Linked DNA regions of Rattus norvegicus: regions 2 and 3 are each linked to region 1. The links are chromatin contacts, called in public Hi-C maps. All regions are on one chromosome and are shown on one strand. Each heading gives the region's core, a stretch centred on a gene start, on an enhancer-like site or on the middle of the called end of the contact. The rest is flanking DNA. Distances are from core to core; before and after follow the strand shown.

Region 1 (4,172 bases), core at 1,137-3,636:
CATTCTCAGTCAACAACTGATACCACATCTGTCTCAGCTCTATTCCCAGACCATTCAGCCCAGGGCAGTAAGCCAGCCTTCTGAGGCTTAGTGATCTAGGAATAAAAGTTAATGTTCCCCATGATGAATATCCCTCCTTAAATTGGAACCACAGTGTTCAGGAATCAGCCATCTAACCTCAAACAAGCAGGAACTTTGTTTATCCAAACCAGAAGGGCAAAACATGAAACAGGAAGGTGGAAATAGGCATTGTGAGAATTTAAGAAATCCCCCTTCCACATCCACGCTTTCTCAGCCAGAAGCATCAGAGAAGGAATAGGGTTGTTAAATGCGACCTGATAACTTTCCCAAACGTTTTCATTCACCAGAAAATTTAATAAAGCACAGCACTGCTTTTCCCAGAGTTAATGTCCCTGACTCAGCATTGCAATCCCTTCTATGCTTTGTCAAAGCGCTCGCTCGCGTTTCACAAACCAGTTACAAACATGCTTAGAAGACGCTCCACACCGATTGTCACCTGCCCTGTGCCAAGTTCTAAGTGAAAGCAGCCCCTACAATTTTAAAAGATTCACACTGAAGTCTACAACTAAGAAGTTGGGAGACTAAGATAATAAACCATGAAGATCTCCAAAAGGTAGAATATATGTGATGTGCCTAAAGAAATGAGGAGAACTCCCTACGCTGGCCTCAGAGAATGAACGAACTCTTCAAGGTAGAGATAACACCTGGGAAGTGGATGAGATGACTTCCCAAAGTGAACAATATATGCTATCATACTAGAATTGGAATGTTCCAGAAAATAGCTCTATCAAAAGAAATGGTGGTTCACTGTAGGGAGTCCAGAAGGGCCAGGAGTCGATGTAAGTATCCAGTCTATGAGGACATAAGCACTGAGAAGGGGTGGAGAACCAGGGGTGCTTATGAAAGAGGCAGCATGTGGCTCTAGATAACAAGGCACTGAGGACCTGCTCACACTTAACCCAGGATTTGGTTTTTAAAAATGTGAACCTACTGTGTGAGGAAAGGCTAGCATAGGAAACATTATTTTATCTCCCAAACAAGTGAAAAATGCAAGCTGTAAAATATTATGCAGAAGAATATGACTAAATTACATTCCTAGGAGGTAAATCAATCTCTCTCTCTCTCTCTCTCTCTCTCTCTCTCTCTCTCTCTCTCTCTCTCACACACACACACACACACACACACACACACACACACACACACACACAAATGTTTCCAATGGGGGTGTGGGTGGATTTCTATTAACCCATGCTCTTTTATGTTCTATTTGAACAAACATTTCTTGTATAGTAGGTGTTTCTCTTCCGGTCTGATTAGAGGCAGTGGGGGGGGGGGGAAGAGGAGAGAGTAAAGGAAGGAAGAAGGAAAACAAGCAAGCAAACAAACTAACAACAAACAAATAAACCATTTCATCTATTCCACAGAATCCTAAGTAGTCATTAAAATACATGACGAAGAATTAAGGTATGAATTTGAGATAAAGAGAAGGATAAAATAAGGAACCAGGTCAGGATGCAGAATAGTGCTCATCCAATGTCATATTCATGGTCCTTTTAAAGACTACAAACATTCAATCACATGAGCACATGTATGTCTAGAAGTTTCTAGGAAAAAAAACAAAAACAAAAGACAATTTCTGTAATAGCACAGATAGCATGTGCTGTGAGGAACTCTCCTGAACCATCAATGTCCTTTCACATCATGACCTCGTGTTTGTTTATAAGAAACCAAATTGGCCTAAGTTTAAATAAAAACAAAACGAAAGCAGAGTCCCTGCATCTTTTCTAAGTCCTGTTCCTCAAGGAACAGGAAAGAAACCCATGGACAATTCACCCACACACTGATCTCTGGCTGTGTTACACTTTCACCTTGGGATATCAGATATCCCTGAGGACTCCTGGGCTCCATGAATTCCCATCTGAATGAACATATTTGGCCCGAGTGGTCAAAGCTGGAGCCTACAATTACTGGGTGGCTGCAGTCCCTCTTCACAAGCAGGGCTCCTATTACACCAAACCTTCCCCTACCAGTTTTTCAATTATCTATGACTAATGAGCACTCTGGGAACAGTTTCAGACACACACATAATCCTCTTTCCTGATGTCAGCAGCAGAAATTAATGACTATGTGGATTGCTGGGAGACAGAAGATGCATTATAATGGTCAACAGAACTGTTATCCTCTCCAGGAAGGGGGGAGGGTATTGAATTAACTGGAAGGTTCAGTGTTCTTTTGTATTCTGAGAGGGAGATGAAACACAGGGGGAGATTTGGCTCCAGGCCCACGGAAATGTCAGAGAGGTTTGGGCATGGGTGGCATGCAACCCTGCTTCCTTGTGCTTGCTGTGGAATGCTAGTACCGCTCAGTTGGGCAAGGCTGAGAGGCCAACCAGATTATGTCCAAGACTGCACTAAAGGACACTTTGCCCTGCCAGTTAGAGTTCTGGAATTCTTTCAAACTCAACCTACTTTCAATCTGATTTAAAAGTGGGGAACAAGACTGAGAACATACAATTCTCAACCACTATGCAGTATTCAGGGGCAATTCTTAAGACTGTTGTTTCACACAGATATGGTACATGCTTGACTGATTCCAGAGAATGGTAAGGTCTTGCCTGACTCAGATCACATGGGTAGGTCAGCTCAGGGGATTTTATAGAAAACTGGGACACTGGTAGAAAATGGCTGAAAAGATTGTAGTAGTCTTGGCTCCTGGATTGGAGTTACACATGTCCTGAATGATTCATCTAAGTAGAGACTTCCTGAGAAAAACAGAGCTGGTGTTCTTCTACTCTTTAAGGACAATGTCTGACATGCCACCTAGAAATCATTATGACTAGAAACAAAATTCCATTTCCATTACTGCTTCACATCAAATTGTATGGTATTTGTTAGCACTCACTGTAGAAATCATGAGTAGATATCTACTGTGTGCCACCCACTAGAAAACAGGTCAAGGATCAGGATAGAGGAAATCAGGTACTAGTGCTTTCTAATATCATTTCTGAATTACATCTGTTACTGAATGTGTCTTATATATACTCCATAGTTTATATGGTTTGATACATACTAAAGACCCCTGATTTTGTATTCCTAGTATTTATATCCCCTATTTACCCTATAATTTAAATATACTTTTAAATAATGCTTACATGTTATATCCCTATATTAGGTTCTGTCCATCTCTCCCAGTAGAAAAGAAATAACTCACAGAGTTTTATTTCTTTCCATATGCTTTCTCTCACTCTCAAGCATGAAAATTAATGTTTACTTAAGAAACTTACACAGTTTTGTTGATTTTTTAAAGACCATAAAACATGTATTGATGAACTTGGACAAGAAGATTAAAGTTGCACACCTATATGTGCCCACTATGCAGCATTTCAGTAGAAAGTAAACAAAACAGATGAACACTAAATTTAACTCTCAATCCTAGATATTACTGGGATAAAGAAACTAATATAATCCCACCAGTGGTGCAATCTCATTTCTAACTCGGGACAATGACATAAACCAAGGGCAATGGACATACACAGAAAATGGCAGAAGGAATGCTGCCACCTCTCCCTGGGCACAAAGACTCTTCCCATGGCAGCAGGAGACTATGGATACTAGATTCTTGCAGAATAAGCTTCAAGTCCTCCCAGCTGGACAAGCTGGTTCAGAGAATCCAATTAGTAACTACTGACGGCAATAGGTCAGCGAGTGGAAGAGCAGTATGTACCCTTTGTATTTCAACAACATAATTATTCCGGTCTATGAGCTTTCTGTAACTGTTCTTGGAACATTTCTGCTCATATACCTCTCCATCCTAATAACAGATCAATGACATGAAAAGTCTTTTGGAAAGCAATAGGTTTAGATTCTGTAACTTGGAGTCTAAGTATTAGAGTTTATTATTTTATAGAATAAAAACAAAACCACAAAATTTCAAATTTTTTTCAGTTAACCAGGGAGGGAAGAGAGTGAGGGGTTACATTTGAGGATCAGATCAGGATGAGGACTCTAAGGTCTGAGTCTAAAGCCTGAAACGTTCCCAACTTGCCATGCAATTTGGGAAAGTGAGTTGGGTATAGACTGCAATGAGTAGGAAAGCAAGGTACCACTAATAGGCTGTACACAGCAACAAAAGTGCCACGATATTCTAACATT
Region 2 (4,172 bases), core at 515-3,014, 200 kb after region 1:
ACTCATCATTAGAGAGAAAATGTGTGTGTGTGTGTGTGTGTGTGTGTGTGTGTGTGTGTGTGTGTGTAAAATACTCCCTGACTGATTCTTTAAGGCCAAAATTAGTCAGAAAACATAACTCAGAAAATGCAAGAAAGGAAAATTACAAATCAATATCCATTATCAACAATGATACTAGAATGCTTAAAATCTCAGCAAATGGAATCTTAACTATACAGTTAATTATATGCCAATCACTCCTCAATAGGACTGCTACTTACTACCCAGCTGAGAACACCTCTCTTCCTGTGATCATCTCAGAGTTAGATGGTCTCTATGGCACAGTCCAGACAAGCAGCCATCTCAGACTTTCCTTGTGCTTAAGAGTTTAAAGATAGGGCTTTGCCCAAGCTGTTTTGTTGTTGTTGTTGTTGTCATCGTTGTTGTCTTTTAAAAAGCTAATAATTGACTGTGGTTTTTAGATAAAGGCTATAGAAAAGGAACTAAATTCCAGAAGACAGAGCCCACCAAAATTCATCACAGCCTGAGTGAGAGCCTGGACTCCTTCCCAAAAACACAGTGTTCCACCTTCTGGGTTTTTTCCCTTCTCCAATCTGCAAACTTTGACTTCCTAATCCTATGCCGCTCCCCCCTCAAAAATAATCATCCACAGGCCCTCCTCACCCTTATTTTCCACCCCCCAACCCTGTGATAGTCAGTAGCGGTCCTTTGGGGCGCTCACTAGTACAGCCAGGGTAGAAGCTTTTAAGTCAAGATCAAGCATGACAGCTGCATTAACAGGACACTGCAGAAGACAGAACAGCAGCAGCCACAGCTAGCAACAGGAAAGGGAACATCAGGACTCACATAGCTCACAGTGAAGACCAGAAACCCCTTAAAAAGAACAGGAAAATGAAACGAGACAAACCTACAAATCCACAAAGGCAGTAATTGTTCCTTACTCTTCTGCTCCCTAAAAGCACAATCCAATGGGACCTTTAGAATTGACACTTCCCATTTGATCTACGGATCAAACTTGGCCATAGCTTGCCCTTTAATTAGGGGAAGAAGTTGGAGCTAACAAATAAGCAATGCCCCAGTGAAATGCTCCAGTGACAGAGGAGTTCCCCTACAGTGAGTGTCTCCATCCTGAAACGGACAGGACCAGGACGTTCAAGAAAACGGAAAGATTCCCCTATATCCCTGCTAGTCTACAGCCCTGTAACAAGACAGATGGCATTATCCCTTTTAAACTGACGTCGCATCAAACACAATCTCCACCAGCTCAGCTTCTAAAACCTTAAACAGCTCCAGTCCTGAAATGCCTTTACACTGACAAACTTTAATTCAAAGACTTAAAATGTTTAGAGAATTGCCCCCAAATTTGGTGGGGCGGGAGGGGGCGGGGTTGCAAAATTCTTTCTGGGAGAAAGATAAACACTTTATTTAATTAACTGTAAACTACTCAGGGAGATAGGGCCTTAGGCCCCAGACATCTGTGGGGCAGTGGTTGGGATGCAGTAAAGGCCTCTCCCTTGGGCAAGACACCTCACCCAGAATACACTGGAAACTGAAAGGCGAGCAGATGGCCTGGCTGGAGCGAGACCCAAAGGTGAAGGAGGGAAACATCTAGCAGGCTAGAGAAGCTTTTTGTTAGGAGCCGGCTGAGAGCCTGCGTGCCTGCAAGAGCCCCTGGGAGGGTCACTTACTTGTCCAATATGAAATCACATTCTAGCTAGCAGGCCAGCAGGCCACCAAGCACAGCCGCACCGCACCCAGCAGGGCGGTCCAAACAAGCTGTGACTCCGCCTGCCTCTGTGCAGCCACTCCAGCAACCCTTGTAAGGCGTATCCTGATTGGTCCTTTGAAACGGGCACCAGGAATGGTCAGTACTTGTGAGCCCTTCCCCTTCCCGCTACACTGCAAGTCCTGGCTTTGCGTTTCAAACTCCTTAGATCGCTGCCTGGACTTTAAAGCCTCTAAGGCAACAGAGACTGCTCAATCTAAGCAATCCCCTCTGAGCGCCTTCTCTCCTAGCCCATCCTGCAGTATCTAATGGACTGTTAAATCCCTCGGCTGAGCACCAGGGTTGCTTGTGGGCTTACAATTCCTCGAACCCTTTATACCCAGTGCTTTTCAGGAATTCTCTCACTTCATCGTGTGCTCTAGTCTTTGAGGTAAAGATTACAGTAAATCTCAAAGAAAAATGGGCCCCTGCCTTTGAGAAGTTGACGGACGAGTTGATACTGACCTTTCCAGTAAGCTACATGTTTTCCATCCTTATCGCTAGACACTGAGAGCCCAAAACCGGTTTGGGTTTTTACTGGAGACTATCCCAAGTTGTGAAGGCCAAACCTTCTGAATAATAACAGGGACTTCCTGAAACAGACCTAATGTATTTATTATGTTAAGACTGGTATCCACATGACTTGAGAGTAAGCAAGTGATCTATCTCTCTTGGTCATCCAGGTGAGAACTCTGTCTTGGTGAGGCTGAGGCCACAGGATTAGTCCTGCACCCTGCTGCAGGTCTTGCTTTAGATTTAATTTCCTCTACACAAGCAGTCTCAACCTGCTTTGGTGTCCATATCTCAGATATTTACATTATGATTCATAAGGATAGCAAAAGTAGATATGTGAAGAAGTAGCAAAAAAAAAATAATTTTATAGTTGAGTCATTACAACAAGAGGTCACTACAAAAAGGGTCTCAGCTTTAGGACAGTTGAGAGCCACTGATCTACACTACGACTGCGTTTCTTGGATGCTTAATACACAGAATACATCGTCCCAGCTCTTTCTTAATATATCCCAGCAATGGAACATTCCTGCTGCTTTGTGGACTGTGGTCGGGTGTGAAAGCATAAAAGGTCTCCTCTTTGCTGAACATAGATTAGTGTGCTGGCCTGAGTGGATAGCTGTCTCTAGTCTTTGGTATATTTGCTATGTTTTTTTTTTTTTATTTGTTTCCTCTTGAATAGCATACTATCAGTAGCAAAAGTCGCCTTGTGCCTGGGCCCCCAGCAGCCATTCTAAACTATAAAACCACACAGAGGAAAGAAACATGGTGAAAAGCTTGGGTTCATAATGCAGTGTAGACCAGACCAGGGGGAGTCCAAAAGACCCTGCAGCTCACCTACCACTAGAAATCGGGTGACTAACCTCTGTTGTTGTAAAAATATAAAAATAAAAAAGAGTAGAGTTGTCTTTTACCCCGCTTAGGTCCGCACCGCGGTGTCCCAAGATATCTGCTAGATATCTTGGCGGAAACACAGCCCAGCCGCACACTTTCCTACACTCAACCCCTCACATAAAAGAACACACAACACAATAATCTTTGACCCAATTGGTAAGATATAATTGTCCACTTAAACATATTAAGCCCAGTGCCATCCATCCCTTGAGAACATTAATAACAACCTGTAAATACACAAAGCAGAATCTTAACATCACCTGTCATCGCTTCTCCCCTCTCTCCGTCTCATCTCTCCTCCTTTCTCTCCTAGTCTCTTCCTCTTCCTTCAAACTTCTCTCCCGCCCATCCTTCCTTCTCCTCCAATGATAGGCCTCCTTCTATCCTGTACCTGTCCCTCACCTGTACTTTACAAATTCAATGGGGAGGTGGTTCTGGTGAAGTCACCTGAGTTCTGAGCACATGACTAGGCAGCTGTCCTTGGGGCAGTGGAATTAGCATCAAAATACAGATAACTTCAGGGCAAACCACAAGAGACCTCTACTACGCAACCCTCTGAAACCACATCACATAAATGTTTTGCAAAAGGTTGTATACTTAATACACACAATACATTGCCCCAACTCTTCCTTCATATGGCCCAGAAATGGAATGTGCTTATTGCCTCATGGAATATGGAAAACACCCATTTCACGCTACAACTTATGGGAAGAAATAACAAATCCTGAGTACTTCATAAAATACTGACTATGACACGAGGTGGCTGAAAAACAGAAGAGAAAATGACACCACGTGGAAGGCAGCAAGTGCACGGTTGACCTTTCTTCATTCACAGTCTGATCTCTGAAAATCTAACTCACTCCAAGAAACCAACATCAATCTCATTGGAACACAATGTTCCCAGTGGCATATTACCTCCCACAAGTCCTCGCAGCTTACAGGTTCTGCCACTTGTAAACATCGCTGCACTAGGGATCAAGCTTCCTGCATGTGAATCCTTTAA
Region 3 (4,172 bases), core at 555-3,054, 190 kb before region 1:
GTTCAACTTCCATTCATGATGGCTGAATACTCCTTCTGGTGCTCAACCATTCTCAGAAACACTTGATATTTCTTGTCATAATATCTGGGGGGTACAAAAAAGAGCATATTAAACATTCGCAAAACAAGGCTGTCATGTGCCTTCCCCCCCTTATTTATAAGGATGGGAATGTATCTGTTGTGTTTTGGCTGAAACCTAAGTTTCAAGAGTGTGCAGTGCCCTGGACATGGGGTTAGTATGCCTCATATCTGTGGTGTGTCCGTGACATGCAGTTCTGCATGCTACACGTTTGAGATGTAGGCATTTTATCAGCAAAAGCACATCTGAAGTGGCATAGCATGAAGAGTAGCAGAGGTGGGATTCACGCTTAGAAAGGAATGGCTTCTGAGCCTCCCCTGCTCCTTCTGAAAGGCTCAGGCTTAGCACAGATCCCTTCTGATTCTAAGCTCAAATGCATCTTTCTGCCGTGACAGGCGACAGGTAAAGACTGCAGCTTGGCCAGGTGTAAGAATGAGCATGTTAGTCCCCTTCTTGATCTCCTCATATCAGTGTCTTTGGCAGACTGCCTTATCCAGGTGTTTGGCTTATCCAACGGTTTATCTAGGGCAAACTCTGAGGACATGAGACCAACATCTCCCTGCACCTGGCTCTACCCTCACTGTCTGGCAGTGACCTTGCTAACCTGCCCTCTCCATCCGACTCTTCAGGAGAGACCTGTTGGCTGTGAATCAGACCCGGGCTGCTTAGACATCACCATTCCAAAAAGGATAGCCACAGAATGGAGTATCATAACTGAAAACTCTGTCCTTCCGCTCTTCGATGAGGTGGATGAATCCACATCATGATTATTTGGTAGACTCTGGAGGGTTCTGACAAACACCCTTATACATGATGTTTACAATTGGAAATTGTGGGGAACTGTTATGAGAATTTTGGGAGCACACAGAAGTTTGTACTTGCTCCACATTTCTGCCTTAAGCATTCTAGTAATGAAGGAGCTGTGATGGGGCCAAACCCACAGCTAAGGAGGGGGTTTGAGGCCAGGATTTGAATCCCAGTGTAGTAAATTCCTACAAAACACATCTGTAAATTTCCTGCCCTGCACATTGGGATAGTTACAGGATATATTGCAGAAATTTTGTGAGGATTAAGGATTAATATATGACAAGTATAAGAACAATAACTGGTTGATTTATAATAAATAATGAGTTATTGCTTTGAAGTAATTTGTATTCTAGTATTGCACGCAATCTAGGGTTATGAGATACTGCTAAACCCCACTCTAGAGCATTCAACTGTCAATCACGGGATGATTTTTAGAAACAATTTTCCACTCCTAATGATATTCTATGACAATACAAGGCAGAGCAATTCTTCTGAGGGATGAGATGGATTCCTAACGTTGTTATCTCAAACTCTTAAAAGGGAGCTTTGGTCAGCTGCCCCCTCACACAGTAAGGTTTGTAAGGGCAACGACTCTACTGAAATTCCCTTCATTGTATTCCCATTGGTCTTCTTGCAAATGTCTTTTTTTCACTCAACAGGAACCCATGATTCACCCTTTTAAGGTTGAATAAGTTGAATCACCGTAAAAATTTGCTTATTGAACTACAGTTATTTAATTAGACACTAAGTTCACATGCAGCCTGCCAGCTGAGTTATCTTCTAAATTCCCTTCCTCTTGAACAATTGGTTTTCTGTGGCTCAGGACCAAGGAAACATAAAGTTAATGAGATTTAAAGCCAAGAGACAGGAAGAGGAAATGGACCCTGGCTTTCTGATTGTAATCTTCGTGCTGCCTGCAGATGGCGGCAAAGCACTGTGCATCCGCTTCACGGAAACCCTGCCAGCAGCCGTCAAAACATCAGAGTCTTTTCAATGGAAGCGCACGGATTTTACCGAGAAAGAACTTCCCTGAAAAGTCTTGAGAGGGTCACGAAAGAGATAGAGGATAAGCTGCTTCCCCTTTCAAACAAACGAGATAGTCCAGACGCCCTCTAGCGGACACTCCCCAGCTTCTCCACTCACTGGGAGGGGAGTCTGTGTTCCTGGGTTGTTTCTCATACTGGGCCTGCTCCTATGAGTTAGGTAGTCAGAGAGTGATTCACATGCAGAGGCTTTAACAGTCTGACTGCATTTGGAGACAAAGAATAAAATGAGTCTAGACTGTTCTTTTAGTGGGCATTTCAAATTCTCAAATACGGACCTTTGGGACAAATACGGTCAGTGACGTGGTAAGGCTTCTCTTCAGGTCTTAACCCCAAGTGCTTTCCTCCGGGACTGGCTCCTTCATCTTCAGACGTATGAGTGATTACATAACGATCCTGACTGCTCACGTGAGCTGCTCCACAAGCCTGCGATGGAGCCTCCTGAGTTCTAGCCTTAGCTCTCAAGAATCGATCCTGTATGACTGAATTTTCCAAACTGTCCATTTGATCAGGTCTCATCACTGCTTAAAACTCAGTTCTGATCCCAGGGGTCTTTGACATGGCTGCAGTGGCTTTATGATCTGAATTCCGCTTGCCTCACTTCCTCATCACCTTGTGTCCGGATTGTAGTGATCTCAGTATAAAGGCTAATCCTTTGCATATATTTTTTCCTCTACCAAGAATGTTGTTCTCTCCCTTAGCCTGTTTGGAAATGTCTTAAACATTTAAAGTCAGCTGAGGCAGGGTGCCTCCCCAAAGCTTTCCTTTTCCCCTATGGGTCCCAGTTGTTTCTTCTTTTGGGTTATGTTGCTACCTGCTGGTATTTCTATGGAAGAATTTATTCATGTTATTTAATAATCATCTCTGTACATAAATCAGGTAGTGTCTCATTGTCTCTGTGTCCTTTCCAGAGCTCAGTTAATTCTTTAAACACAGCAAGAACTAGACAGACAGACAGGCAGGCAGGCAGGCAGGCAGGCAGGCAGGCAGGCAGGCAGGTAGATAGATATTTTTGTTGACTTGGCATTTAAGCACAGGGGATTTTCTAGCCTTTAGTGCCAAGAAATATACAAAGGGTAGGAGAATGCCAGCTGGTCCTTTGATGTGAACATAAAAGATCTCTATACTTTAGCACAGAGAAAATAGCTTTCTTCCTATGATTCAGGGTGAAAACACTGGTCTGAGAATTTGGAAGTTTGCATGTGACCCCAGCTCTGGCCAGTCTAGCTTTGGATCTTTATAAATCAAAGTTCTCTTATTTGGAGGAATTTCTTTCAACCTCTAAGTCAGTGGTTTTCAACCTGTGGGTTGCAACCCCTTTGGCAAAACTTCTCCCCAAATATTTATATTACAATTCATTACAGTAGCAAAATTGCAGTTATGAAGTAGCAATGAAATAACGTTGTGTTTGGGGGTCAGTGCAACATGAGGAACTGGCCACAGCATTAGGAAGGTTGGGAACCACTGGTCTAAATGGCAGAAGCACAGGGTTTGATCCAAGGTCCATCTTGGAGCAACAGCTGTCCCCGCTTCCATGCTCTCATTCTCTGGATGCTTCATACAGACTTACTTTTTATCAGCACGCTCTGGGAACACAACCTTCCCCACTTTGCTCATTCTTGCCATTGCCTCCTGGTAAATGAAAACAAAGAATGCTGGGTAATTAAGAAGGAGATCATGGGACTTACAGGAAATGAATGGAACCAGGAAAGGTCACATTGAGTGGTAACCAAGACCCAGAAAGACAAATATCCCATGTTCTCTCTCATCGGAAGCCTCTAGCTCCAAACTTCAGACCAGTGAAGAGCCAATCCCTGGCACTATTAATGATACTCTATTATGCTTGCACACAGGATTATGGCATGGCTGTCCTCTGACAGGTTCCACCCAGCAGCTGATTCAGACGATACAGGCACTCACAGTCAAACAGTGGATTGAGCTTAGGGACGCTTATGGAAGAATAGGAGGAAGGATTTTGGTTCCTAAGGGGGTAGGAACTCCACAGGAAGACCAACAGAGTCAGATAACCTGGACCCCTTAGGGCTGTCAGGGACTGGGCCATCAGCCAAAGAACATTCACAAGCTAAACCTAGGCCCTCAAGCACCTATGTAGCAGCTGTGCAGCTTGGTCATCATGTGGGTTCTGATTGCAAAAGCTGTTGCCTGTACATGGGATATGTTCTAGCTGGGCTGCCTTGTCTGGCCTCAGTGGGAGAGGATGCACCTAGCCTCACAGAGACTTGA

The links. Hi-C and Micro-C count contacts between places; a contact is called where the count stands out from the background.
Region 2: a contact with region 1 is called in a Hi-C map of the Rat2 cell line, with 2.8 times the contacts expected there. The contact joins the promoter of Fggy here to the enhancer-like site in region 1. A contact is called at or near these places in 3 of 12 Hi-C or Micro-C datasets (the Rat2 cell line, Schwann cells and mammary epithelial cells).
Region 3: a Hi-C map of Schwann cells shows a contact between it and region 1, with 3 times the contacts expected there. The contact joins two enhancer-like sites.

The regions. Positions count from the first base shown.
Region 1 is chr5:115,710,410-115,714,581 of GRCr8, reverse strand. All of the region lies in intron 6 of Fggy (FGGY carbohydrate kinase domain containing), which reads right to left. Among named protein-coding and RNA genes, the nearest start is that of Fggy, 200 kb to the right of the region's middle. Within about 2 kb of position 2,386, at least 37 of the 93 cell types and tissues checked have an H3K27ac peak or open chromatin away from gene starts, as enhancers often do. A contact at or near this core is called in Schwann cells, where this site is marked.
Region 2 is chr5:115,512,169-115,516,340 of GRCr8, reverse strand. It overlaps Fggy (FGGY carbohydrate kinase domain containing), which reads right to left and starts at 1,764. Exons shown (of 16, transcript NM_001013932.2): 1 at 1,689-1,764.
Region 3 is chr5:115,897,418-115,901,589 of GRCr8, reverse strand. Fggy (FGGY carbohydrate kinase domain containing) reads right to left here. Exons shown (of 16, transcript NM_001013932.2): 15 at 3,499-3,560; 16 at 1-84. The coding sequence ends at 3. Among named protein-coding and RNA genes, the nearest start is that of Hook1, 41 kb to the left of the region's middle. Within about 2 kb of position 1,804, at least 37 of the 93 cell types and tissues checked have an H3K27ac peak or open chromatin away from gene starts, as enhancers often do. A contact at or near this core is called in Schwann cells, where this site is marked.